Linked DNA regions of Pan troglodytes: region 1 is linked to region 2. The links are chromatin contacts, called in public capture Hi-C maps. All regions are on one chromosome and are shown on one strand. Each heading gives the region's core, a stretch centred on a gene start, on an enhancer-like site or on the middle of the called end of the contact. The rest is flanking DNA. Distances are from core to core; before and after follow the strand shown.

What was found. Capture Hi-C pulls out chosen DNA fragments and counts their contacts.
Region 1: a contact with region 2 is called in a capture Hi-C map of stem cell-derived neural stem cells, with 5 times the contacts expected there. The contact joins two enhancer-like sites. A contact is called at or near these places in 2 of 7 Hi-C or Micro-C datasets (blood and stem cell-derived neural progenitor cells) and 1 of 1 other capture datasets (stem cell-derived neural stem cells).

The regions. Positions count from the first base shown.
Region 1 is chr12:37,677,141-37,683,725 of NHGRI_mPanTro3-v2.0_pri, reverse strand. No RefSeq gene overlaps it. Among named protein-coding and RNA genes, the nearest start is that of KCMF1, 59 kb to the left of the region's middle. Within about 2 kb of position 3,080, at least 2 of the 24 cell types and tissues checked have an H3K27ac peak or open chromatin away from gene starts, as enhancers often do. A contact at or near this core is called in stem cell-derived neural stem cells, where this site is marked.
Region 2 is chr12:37,460,381-37,466,810 of NHGRI_mPanTro3-v2.0_pri, reverse strand. It overlaps TCF7L1 (transcription factor 7 like 1), which reads left to right. Exons shown (of 12, transcript XM_016948878.4): 4 at 1,787-1,870. Among named protein-coding and RNA genes, the nearest start is that of TGOLN2, 44 kb to the right of the region's middle. Within about 2 kb of position 3,795, at least 2 of the 24 cell types and tissues checked have an H3K27ac peak or open chromatin away from gene starts, as enhancers often do. A contact at or near this core is called in stem cell-derived neural stem cells, where this site is marked.

The sequences.
Region 1 (6,585 bases), core at 1,831-4,330, 220 kb before region 2:
TCTTGGGCATCTACTAAGTGCATGGCACTGTTCTAGGCACTTGGGGTTCTCCAGTGAATAAAGCAAAGAGGTCCCCAGCTCACTAAATAGCACAGCTTCCCAATTGCTCAGTCCAAAACCTGTTGGAATCATTTTCTACTCTTTTTCTTGAACCTCACATCCATTTCGTCAGCAGATCCCGCTGTCTCTATTTCCACACTTTTCCAGAAACTGCCCCCTTCCCACCATCTTCACTGCTGCCGCTGGCCCAGGCCTCCATCATATCCCCACAGGGTCATCGCTATAGCTTCCAAGTGGCATGCCTGCCCCCGCACTTCCATGTCCCAGCACAGCACCTGGGTGATCTTGTCAGAACCTACACCTCCAATCCCTCCGCCGCTCCTCCCTCTCAGAGGAAAGGCGGAGTCCTCACCACAGCCCCTGGCTCCCACAGGCTGTGGCTCTTATTCCTTTTTGGGGTTCATCCCCTGCTACTCTATTCCCTCCCCCAAGCCTCACTGACCACCTTGCTGTCCCTCGGGCATGCCACAGCTCTGGGACTTTTGCCTTTGCAGTCCCCTTTTCTTGGAAGATCCATATTTCCTTGCCTCCTTCTCTTTGTCGGTGAGGCCTTCTCTGACTACCCAAATGAAAACAGGGATCCCAGGCCCACCCGGTACACCCCAGCCCCACCTCCAGGGTTCAAGCGATTCTCCTGCCTCAGCCTCCCAAGTAGCTGGAATTACAGGCACCCACCACCACACCCAACTAATTTTTGTATTTTTAGTAGAGACAGGGTTTCACCATGTTGGCCAGGCTGGTCTCGAACTCCTGACCTCAGGTGATCCACCCACCTCAGCTTCTCAAAGTGCTGGGATTACAGGCGTAAGACACTGCACCTGGCCTGTTTCTCCATAACTCTTATCACCATCTGACATCCTCCCTACCCCATATACACATTATGTGCACACACACACACACACACCCCTACATACACACACACATAGATGCCAGCTTCCTGAGGGCAGGGCTGTCCATTAGTCACCCTTGTATCTCCATGTCTATAAGGCATGGCACACGGTAAGTGCTCCATAAATATTTATGGGATAAAAGAATGAATGGTGTGGGCCAGACTCTGTTAAGAGTGTTTTTTATTATTTCAAAAGTGCATACCAATATAAAATACTCAGTCCCTGTGGAAAACAATTTGGCAGTTCCTCAAAACATTAAACATAGAATTACCACGTGACCCAGCAATTCTACTCCCAGGTATATCCAAGAGAATTGAAAACATATGTTCACACAAAACCTCCTACATTCATGCTCAGAACAGCATCATTCATAATAACTGAAAAGAGGAAACAACCCAAATGTCCATTCACTGATGAAAGGTTAAACAAACATGATCTACACAATGGACTATTATGCGGCCATAAAAAAGAATGATGTACTGACGCATGCTGCAACTTGGATGAACTTTGCAAACATAGTAAGTGAAAAAAGTCAGTCGCAAAACGCCACAGAGTATATGATTCCATTTAAATGAAATTCCCAGAACAGGCAAATCCATGGACACAGAAAGTGGATTAGTGGTTGCCAGGGGTTGGGCAAGGAGAGAGTGGGGAGTGGCAGCTCGTGTGCACTGGGTTTCTTTCTGGAGTGTTGAAGAGGTTCTCGAATTAGATAATGGCGACGGTTGCATAACTCTGTGAAGATATGAAAAGCCACTAATTTGTACACTGAAATGGTTAAAATGGTGAATTTTATGTAAAGTTTATCTCAAAAAAAAAAAAAGTCAAACATACCTGCGGTAGGTATTCTTAACATCCCCATTTTACTGATGATAAAAGTGCGTGTCAGGGACCAGCTCTGCCAGGTGCCCAGCAACCCTGCACATCTCCACCGGGCTCGACGGCAACCTGACCTGCGTCTTGGTGGAACACCCTGCAACTCCTCATGGAGCAAGGGGCGTTAAGTGGCCCTGTGCATCGCTGCCGTGAGTGGTCTCACCTGCCTCCCCACCCTTTCGGAACTGCTGCAAGGCCATTTCTCATCGATCTCCCTAGTTTCTGTTGAGCGCAGCGCTTTCCTCCTCTCTCCCCACTCCCACAAGTTACGTCTGCAGGTGCCTGCTAAGTCTGTAGAGTGCTCGGTTGCAGTTGAGAGCTGGCTGCTGCACAGCAGGGCAACCCACTGTCCATGCCATCTGGTGTCCCAACCTTCCAGCCTTGTGTCCTCCTGTGGGACGAGGGACACAAGGAGCGACATGTCATGCTGATTTTGCTTTTGCTGTCTGCGTATGTAACAACCTGTCCGAATCCATGTGGCTCAATGTCTCCCTACAGACAAATCTATGGAAGTGTGGCTGGCCAGCCCCACAGCTGCAGGGGTAATCTCTACGGCCCCGTTAGCCCCTGCTGCTTTGGGAATGCTTGATACTGAGATGAAATAAATGTTCCTGGGGCCCACAACTGCTGGAGGCAGGATCCCATCCCAGCTGGTCTGACTCAAGTCAGACACAGTAAAAGCCATCTGGCATGTTATCTGATATGACAGTAAATTAAAATGAAGACAGTTCTAGAAAAGACGAGATTTGTTCTAAAGTTTTTCTTTCTGATCTCTTCAAAATTTCTGCCTTATCTTTACTACAACAATTCAGAGAAGTCAAAGAACTCCAAAGCCTCTCTTAGGGGCATTTAGACAGTCATCTTTGGGGAAATATGGGACTAGGACACGTAAAGTCACTCGATGACTTTTAGAAATATTAGCCTGTGACCACATATACATTTCTTCAGGATTAGAAATTAAACTGGCAGTCTTTACACTATAGTTAAACATTGTCTCCAAAATTGCCCCTGCAGTTTCCAAAAGTTGAAGGCCCTCACCCATGAGGGACATTTGAGTCATGGCACCTTACCTAGGCCTTCTTCAACCACAACCCTGATCTTCCAGCTGCCTCTTCTGTCTCAAGACAGAAGCTCGCCTAATCCTTGGAACAAGAGGCAGCAGATCCTGAGAAGTTTCTGCTTGTGTTTGTCGGCAAGGAGATGGCTTCAGCAGTGGTAGGGGTGTAGGCAGGGGCAGGGCTGCCCCCTTAGTCTGTGAGGCTGGTGATCGGCCACAGTGAATTGGCTCCATATCCACCAAGAGGCAAGGAGGCTCTGCTCTAGTGACCCAGGTCCAAACCTGGGAAGCTTCAGATCTGGGACAAGCTCCAGATCAGGCCCAGGCTAGCCGTGTGAGGTTGGAGCAGCTGCTTAACTCTGAGCCTGCCCCTCCTGCTGCACAAGTCCCTGCTGGCTGTGTGGATGAGCAGAAATAATGTCCATGAAGGCATCACAAGGTCTCAAATGGAAGGCTCCAACAACTGGTCCAGTGAAAAAAGGTTTGGAGAAAATACACATTTCCATGACCCCAACTGTGGAGAAATCTTTCTGTCCTTCTAGCTTTAAGAGTAGCGGAGCACTGTCTGGTGAGGAACTTTTCCTCCCGAACAGTCTCAAAATCGAAGCTCTGAGCACACTGAGCCAGGCCTTCCCTCATCTCTTCCTCTTCTGCACATTTGCTCAACTGTGATCTGAGTCAAGCCAGCAAGATCCAAGCTAGTCTAGCAAAGCATTTTCCAAGCAGCCTTGGAAAGGGGTTGGCCTCGTGATGGACACCGATTCCTAATATTTGCAGTTGGCTTTGCAGTGCTCTCATTACAGCAAAGGTATGAGGGTGTCTGTTGCCACCCCCTTTTGAGAGAGAGGCACTGAGCACTACAACAGCACAGCTAATGTTTATTGGACCCCTCGTTCGATCCAGGAATTTAGATGGACTATTTTATTTAATTATTTCCATTAACCTGCTACCATTATCCCATTTTGGAAAGAACACAACGGAGGCCCAGGAGGGGTAAGGATTCTGTCCTGCAGTCCGAGGCCAGCAGGGCTGTGTTTCCCAGCACGGTGAGGGTCTTTACAGTTTGGGACCAAACAAGGGTGAAGTTCAGGACGGGGCCACGTGAGGGCGGTGGACTAACATGAAACAGAAAAGCAACCCGTTGCCCAAACGCCGGACAACTCCCAAAGGTCCTTGTTAACATCTATTTGATTTCTATTTATTTTCCAGGCAGCTGTGGGAATTGGGTAAAAGTGTGGTGTCTGGGGCCAGACTGCCTGGGGTCGATGCTGCCTCCATTATTTACCGACTGTGTAATCCCAGGAAAATTAGTTACCCTTCCTGTTTACCCTCCCTGAGCTTGCTTCCGCCTCTGTAAAGTGGCCCAGTTAGCAACCGGCAGGCCAGGACTCCAGAGCTACGGAGGACAAGTGGCGGTGGGAGTGGCGCTAACGGTCAGTTCAGAAGACACTTCTGGAGATGGTTAATAGAACTTGGTATAAACAAACGGCGAAATACTTGCATTAGCCAACAGAGTGCTATTCAAATTGAACCATCAAAAGAAATCAAGGGTGGGTGATGAAGCTGAGGATAGTTGCTCCAATAAAAAGTCACTCTCCTTTGCCCAGTTTTTACACTGGGTCAGTTTTTGAACCCAGAACCCACTGATTGAAGCAGCGCCTGCAACTCCAGCAGGAAGAATCCTGCGACACGTGGCAATTGAACATGTAATGACTCCTTCAGGCCTTCCCTCAAAGGGACCTAAGACTATTTACTTGGGTAATTGAGCACTGGGGAAAAAAAAATACTAAACATCTTGAGGACAATTAGACACAGACTTATAGTAGATATGAATAACCTTAGATCCCAAGTGTAATCATGGCCCCTGTTAGAATTAGGCACATGTAGGCTGGGCACAGTGGCGCATACCTATAATCTCAGCACTTTGAGAGGTTAAGAGGGGAGGATCACTTGAGGCCAGGAGTTGGAGACCAGCCCGGGCAATATAGGAAGAACCTATCTCTACAAAAAATTTTAAAATTAGCCAGGTGTGGTGGTGCACGCCCGCAGTTCCAGCTACTCAGGAGGCGAGGCGGGAGGACCACTTAAACCCAGGAGTTCAAGGCTGCAGTGACCTATGATCATGTCAGGGTACTCCAGCCCAGCCTGGGCCACAGAGCAAGAAGCTGTCTCTAAAAAAAAAAACAAAAAACGGAATAGGAGCATATAGCGACTAGGTATAAATGGAGTTCTGGCTAAACTCCAGCTCAGAATAGGTCCATTGAACAGTGGGCATTTCCTCAGTTCCCAAATGTATATGAAATAGAGATTCTTGGTAGTTGGCCTAATCTCAACAGTTCTTTTCATTATAGCAGTTTGAATGGGTGTGTAGTGGTTCTCAATGTGGATTAAATTTGCTTTTCCAAATTGACTATATTGAGCATCTTTCATGTGCTTATAGTTATTTGTATATCCTCTTTGGTGAAATGTCTATTTTGTACATATTTTAATTGGGTTGGTAGTTTACCTTGTTACTGAATTGATTTCTTTTTTTATTTCCCTTGAGACAAGGTCTCGCTCTGTTGCCCAGACTGGAGTGCAGTGGCACGAACTCAGCTCACTGCAGCCTTGACATCCCAGCCTGGAGATATCCTTCCACCTCAGCCTCCCAAGTAGATGGGACTATAGGCACACACCACTGTCTCGCTCTGTCGCCCAGGCTGGAGTGCAATGGGGCGATCTCAGCTCACTGCAACCTCCTTCTCCCAGGTTCAAGCGATTCTCATACCTCAGCCTCCTGAATAGCTGGGACTACAGGCGCGCACCACCACGCCTGGCTAATTTTTTGTGTATTTTTAGTAGTGACAGGGTTACACCATGTTTGCCAGGCTGGTCTTGAACTCCTAAAGCCCCCTAAAATAGTGAATACGGCTCCTATTAATAAGACGTAGTGGAAGTGGGCTACAACATAGTATCTGTCATATAACACAATGTCTAATGATGAGTTGGCTAGTACAGTGCCGATTAGGCCTCCTACCATAAAAAGGAAAATAAATCCTAGGGCTCACAGCATTGCGGGGGATCATTTGGTATTGCTGCCGTGAAGCGTAGCAAGTCAGCTAAAAACTTTGATGCCTCAAATTATCCACCTGCCTTGGCCTCCCAAAGTGCTGGGATTACAGGCATGAGCCACCGCGCCTGGCCTAATTTTGTTCATTTTTTGTATGAACAAGGTCTCACTATGTTGCCCAGGCTGGTCTCAAACTCCTGGACTCAAGTGATCCTCCTGCCTCAGACTCCTGAAGTACTGGGATTACAGGTATGAGCCACTGTGACCAGTCAGGGTTGAATTCTTTATATATTCTGGATACAAGTCCTTATCACATATATACTGTGCAAATAATTTTTCCCAGTCTGTGGCTTAGCTTTTCATTTTCTTTCTTTCTTTTTTTCTTTCTTTCTTTTTTTTTTTTTTAGATGGAGTCTCTCTCTGTTGCCCAGGCTGGCATGCAGTGGCAAGATCTCAACTCACTGCAACCTCTGCCTCCCGGGTTTAAGCAATTCTGCCTCAGCCTCCCGAGTAGTTGGGACTACAGGCGCGTGCCACCACGCCCAGCTAATTTTTTGTATTTTTACTAAAGAAGGGGTTTTCATCGTGTTAGCCAGGATGGTCTCCATCTCCTGACCTCGTGATCCGCCCGCCTCGGCCTCCCAAAGTGCTGG
Region 2 (6,430 bases), core at 2,546-5,045:
AGGTCTCCCACACCGGGCCTGCTTGGCCCATCCCATGTGCTAGTCTGGCCTGTGGCACGTGTGACCTTAAGTTGTTGTTCCTGCCCATGGACACCTTTTTGAAAGCCCAGTCAGTCCCTGCCATCTTGGTCAAGACTTACGGTGAATGAAGAGCAAAGGGGCCTTCTGGGGCTCTTCCCATCGCCCTCCTGCTCCTGTACACAGCAGAGCCAGATTGTGATTGATTTTTCCTGATATTACATGACCAGAGTGAGGGATGATTCAAAGGCTCCTTTTTTTTTCTTTTTTGAGATAAAGTCTCACTCTGTCGTCCAGGCTGTAGTGCCATGGCACGATCTTGGCTCACTGCAACCTCCACCTCCCAGACTCAAGCGATTCTCCTGCCTCAGCCTCCCGATTAGCTGGGACTATAGTCCTGCGCCACCACACCCAGCTATTTTTTGTTTTTTTAGTAGAGACGAAGTTTCACCATGTTGGCCAGGCTGGTCTTGAACTCCTGACCTCAAGTGATCTATCCACCTTGGCCTCCCAAAGTGCTGGGATTACAGGCATGAGCCACTGCACCCAGCCAAAGACTTCTTTCTGTGAAACTTCCTGGGGCCACCACTTTCCGTTACAGCTTTCATTCTCAAAGGAGTCTCAAGAATTCTGCAAAGAGGCTGCTTGCGGGTCTGCTGCCCAGAAGCAACCTGTCAGTGTTGACACTAAGACAACATGTGTGCTTTTGCTCCTGGCAAAGACTAATGGTTTGCTTATGGAAATAATAGGTGTCATTTATCAAATGTCTCCCATGTGCGAGGCACTGTGTTCAATATGTGACACCGTCCCTAGTCCTCCGAACAACCTGTACCGTGAGTGATAATAACCTTGCCTTACAGATGCTGAAACTGGGACTCAGAGTTGTTAATCACTCGTTCAGGGTCACACAGCCTATGTTGGCAGAGTAAGAGCCTGAACCCATGAATGCAGGGCTCCGGAGCCCAGAAGGGCCCTTCTCAGTGCTCCTGACTGCTGCTCCACTCAACTCATTCTTTCCAGGCTCTTGGCAAGGACTGTGCCATGCCAGAGAGAGAGAGAGAGATTGTGTGTGTGTGTGTGTGTGTGTGTGTGTGTGTGTGTGTGTGTGTGTGTGTGTTGGGGAAGTACTGTTTGGTTTGAGTTTTTTGCACTGACATGAGAAAGAATGGGGTGCTGGGTAATCTTTTCAGGGTTGAGAGACGCTATAATGAAGGAAAGCTCAGCATCCTTGAGTTGGGGTAGATGTTGCCCATGACTTTGTGTCAGGCAGATGGCTTTTATTCATTCATTCCCAGATACTTCTGGACGGCTGTTTCGTAGGGAGCATTGTGTGTGGATGTCGTAAGTGATGGAAATGGATGGGGCAGGATGGCCATCTGGGAGCCTCTGCCTCCTTGGTCAGCCCTGCGTGTCCATGACTACAGCATAGGGAGGGGACTTGAGCCTCACCAGTAGGTTCTTTGAATATGTTGATTGGTTGTGCTGGAATGGATCGGTTCTCTCCACCACTTAAAGTTCAGCTTAGTTGTCATTCGTGCCCCCCCCCCCCAAAATGACAGAGGGCGTGGTGAGGCTGGTAGTGATTGTAAATATATGCTCGCTCCTGTTATAATCGTTTGGAAATTGACCCAGTACAGGGCATGTGGCATGAAAATGCAGGCCACCCCAATGGCCTGCCCCGGTGCCCTAACAGCAGAGCCCAGCAAACTTTGAGTACTTGTGAGGCCTCATCTCACCAACAGCTTTTTCTTTTCTGTTCCCTGTGCAGTACCTGCAGATGAAATGGCCCCTCCTCGATGTCCCCTCCAGCGCCACAGTCAAGGACACGAGGTCACCATCTCCAGCACACTTGGTAAGTCTGTTTCACCTTAAAGCACCAAAGGGCCACTATTAGTGGCCTCATCCCATGCCACTGCCTTCTGCCATCGTGCTGAAGCAGATGGGGTCCAACAGTGTTTCCTCAAATGTGTGAGTACAGTGAGGAAGAGCTGAGTGCTTGGGGCTAACAATTGGGTTGTGACCTCAACACACACACCACACCGCCTCAGATGTTTTGTAATTGGAATAGCCGTCCCCCAACCCCCATGGCCCTGGCTGCTCACCCTGGTTCATCACGGAAGCCTGCCTGCGATCCTTCCCGGCTGCCATCTGAACCCGCTGCCCACTTCACGTGGGCAAGGGTGGCTTCTCTGTCCTGTTGAGGCTTACCCAGAATTGCCTCCTCTTCTCCCTCGTAGCTGCCAGGCAATAGTTGAAGAGGCTCTTCTGTTTTTGTTTTTTTTGTTTTTTGAGACGGAGTCTCGCTCTGTTGCCCAGGCTGGAGTGCAGTGGCACAATCTTGGCTCACTGCAACCTCTGACTCCCAGGTTCAAGCGATTCTCCTGCCTCAGCCTCCCAAGTAACTGGGACTACAGGCATGTGCCACCACGCCTGGCTAATTTTTGGTATTTTTAGTAGAGACGGTGTTTCACTGTGTTAGCCAGGATGGTCTCGATCTCCTGACCTCGTGATCCGCCAGCCTCGGCCTCCCAAAGTGCTGAGATTACAGGCATGAGCCACCGCGCCCGGCCGAAGAGGCTCTTCTGTACAGGATGTTATAGGAAAGAATTCAATAGGACGTATGCAAACAAATGCTCCTCAGGGCAGCCGAGCCTCTTCTGCCAGGCCCTGTGGCAATACCAGCTGGAAAGGAGGGTCTGGACAATCCTGGGAGACAGGAGCAGTGGATCCAAGCAGTTCCTCTGGCCTCCTCAGGACATGCAAAGGACTGAAACCCAAAGCTGATAAGAGATGCTCCTGGAACAGAACCAGATATCCTACTTTCCTGGGCTTTTCCTGGGTGCTTGGGTCAACACTTGCCTTAAGATGCACTCACCCCACAAGCTAACTGGTGCTCGCCGACTGTACAGTGAGCCTCAAAATCAGGGAATGCGGTTAGAAGGGACCCTCATCCTGCATGACCTATGCATTTTACAGACGAGCAGACATAGGACTTCACTGTTACTGCCCTGTACTAGGTATTAGGCGTTGGGCTTCTATGATGTTTATTAAAGTTTAATTACAGGAAATTTTAAAGATGTATCAAAGTAGAGAGAATTACATAATGAATCCCCATGTTCCCTTCACCCAGAATTTCCCTCCTGCTACATAGGGATTTAAAGTGAATCCCAGACATTACTTCATCTCATAGGACATTTTAAGAGATACTGATAGCTGGGCGCAGTGGCTCACGCCTGTAATCCCAGCACTTTGGGAGGCCGAGGTGGGCGGATCACGAGGTCAGGAGATCGAGACCATCCTGGCTAACACGGTGAAACACCGTCTCTACTAAAAATACAAAAAATTAGCCAGGCGTGGTGGCGGGCGCCTGTAGTCCCAGCTACTCGGGAGGCTGAGGCAGGAGAATGGTGTGAACCCCGGAGGCAGAGCTGATAGTGAGCCGAGATCGCGCCACTGCACTCCAGCCTGGGTGACAGAGCGAGACTCTGTCTCAAAAAAAAAAAAACTGATAATTCTCATTCATTAAAAGCTTAGAGTCTAGCAGAAGAGAAAGAAGATATGTGCAGAAAGCTAAATAAATAAGGGTGCAGGGAGCCTGTATGATTTCCAGTAATCAGGAGACCCGCTCCTGTGGAGCCCTTGGGAGTTTACAGTGGGATCTACAGTGGGATGCCACATGCAGCTCTCAGGTGATTATCACAGCCATCACCAGGGAGTCAGGCAAGGATGACAGTGGAAGGAACCGTGAGTGGCGGGACCAGCCATCCGGGAAAGGCAGCAGGTTCTGCAGCCAGTCGCCAAGGCACAAGCTGCCGTTGAACAAGCACTCCACACCTCAGGCATAAGCCAGGGTAGTGGCTTTGGCCCAGAGTCCCACTTGGGATAGCCAAGCACGAGGCGCGGGTGCCCTCTAGTGGTGCCAGTCAGCCCTGGTGGAGGATGTGCGGACCACATCTGCCCACCCTAGACCTGGCTCGTGCCCTGCACCTCCCCCCAGTGCAGCCATCTCTGTTTCAGATCTGTGCCTTCCTCTACCTCTCCTGTGCCGTCTGCCAGCCCACTCCTGAAGACCTGAGATGGCTGGGTCCTCTTAGTGTCTCTCTGCATATTGTCGCATCTCCATCTACTTTTCAAGAATGTTATTTCTCTTTAAAAACTAACACATGAGGCCGGGTGCGGTGGCTCACGCCTGTAATCCCAGCACTTTGGGAAGCTGAGGCAGGCAGATAACCTCAGGTCGAGAGTTCGAGACCAGCCTGACCAATGTGGAGAAATCCTGTCTCTACTAAAATTACAAAATTAGCCAGGCGTGGTGGCGCATACCTATAATCTCAACTACTCAGGAGGCTGAGGCAGGAGAATCGCCTGAACCCGGGAGGCAGAGGTTGCAGTGAGCCAAGATTGTGCCATTGAACCCCAGCCTGGGCAGCAAGAGCAAAACTCCATCTCAAAAAAAAAAAAAAAAAAAAATCGGCGTGGTGGTACGCACCTGTAATCCCAGCTATTTGTGAGGCTGAGGCAGGAGAATTGCTTGAACCCAGGAGGTGGAAGTTGCAGTGAGCTGAGATTGCACCACTGCACTCCAGCCTGGGCAACAGAGCAAGACTCTGACTCAAAAAAAAAAAAAAAAAAACTAACATATAGTGGCCAGGTATGGTGGCTCATGCCTTTAATCTTAACACTTTGGGAGGCCAAGGAGGGAGGATTGCTTGAGGCCAGGAGTTTGAGACCAGTCTGGGCAACATGGTGAGATCTCTACAAAAAAGACGGAGTTTTGCTCTTGTTGCTCAGGCTGGAGTGCAATGGCGCGATCTTGGTTCACCACAACCTCTGCCTCCTGGGTTCAAGCGATTCTCCTGCCTCAGCCTTCCAAGTAGCTGGGATTACAGGCTTGTGCCACTATGCCCGGCTACCTTTGTATTTTTAATAGAGACAGGGTTTCTCCATGTTGGTCAGACTGGTCTCAAACTCCCAACCTCAGGTGATCCACCCTCCTCGGCCTCCCAAAGTGCTGGGATTACAGGCGTGAGCCACTGCGCCTGGCCAAAATTTTTTAAATTAGCCAGATGCAGTCATTCACACCTATAGTCCCATTTACTCAGGAGGCTGAGCTGGGAGTTCGAAGCTGCAGTGAGCCATGATTGTGCCACTGCACTCTAGCCTGGGTGACAGAGTGAGACCCTGTCGTGAACAAAAAAACAAAACTAACACGTGTACTCTGAGTTTCCCATTCTTCCTTTTGCACAGAGCAATCCTCTGAGAAATGAAAGAAAAACCCTGTGTTCAGCCTTCCTGTTCCTGTGAGCACCGTCCTGTTTCTTTTTTATTGTTTACCGCCTGACTTCCCACACCTCTGTCACCTCCTTTATTCTGCCACTCCACTGCAGCCCGGCTTAGCGCTCCAGTCGCCATCGAATAACTAACTCCACTCATTTTCCTGCTTTTTTGCACCAACAGCCGACAGCCAAGGCCTGACTACTCTCTGCTTCCTGTAAATCTTTTCATTGACTCCAAGATACTGTATTAATACACATAATCAGTTGTTTGTCCTTTTGAAGCTTCCATTTTCTTTCTAGACTTTTATTCAAATAAATCAACTCTTCATCATCACTTATTACTCTCAATGTTTGTGACAGAAAAATATATAAAATCCCATCAAGAGAGCTGTAGAACTCTCAAGAAAGTTCTACACCCGTAGTTCCAACTGCCAAACAAACATCTAACCATTGCAGATGTGTGCTCTGCAAATAATAACTCAGCATTGTGGTGGAGCAGGGGTCCCTTATTTTGTCTAAGGGCAGAGAAGCATGAACCGTTGCCACACATGGCATTATAGATAGCAACATGGATAGTTTTCTAGTAAATTTTATATTACCATAGTCTGTATTATAATATAGCAAAGCAGACACAGGCCTCAAAAACTTAAGGAACATTTATGGGAGAAAATCTTAACTGGGAATTCAACAGATGGGGAGAAGACCATCATTCTCAATTTTTGAGGCAGAGCATCTCATTGCAACGAGAGGTGTGTACGTGCAGGAGCAAAACCTGAGATACCCAGGGAGGAGGGTATATGAGTGGGAGGCTGTATAATACACTTGGTTGCAATCCCAGATCCACCTCTTTCTATTTATGCAGCTGCAAGCAAATTACCTCATCTCTCTTTGCCTTGGTTTCCTCATCTATTAAATGGGGATTAGAAGAGACTGACTTCATAGAGTCGTTGTGCGAAAATGAGCCAGTGTATTGTAATGAGTCTAGAATTGTGCCTCTACCACAAAATAAGTCCTCAATAACTATTAGCTTACTACTCCCAGCATCACCACCACCACTACCGCTACCTCTACTATTATTAAATGAGAGGGAAAGAACAATGAAAATACTGTTTAATTAGCAAAACTAAGAGGTAATG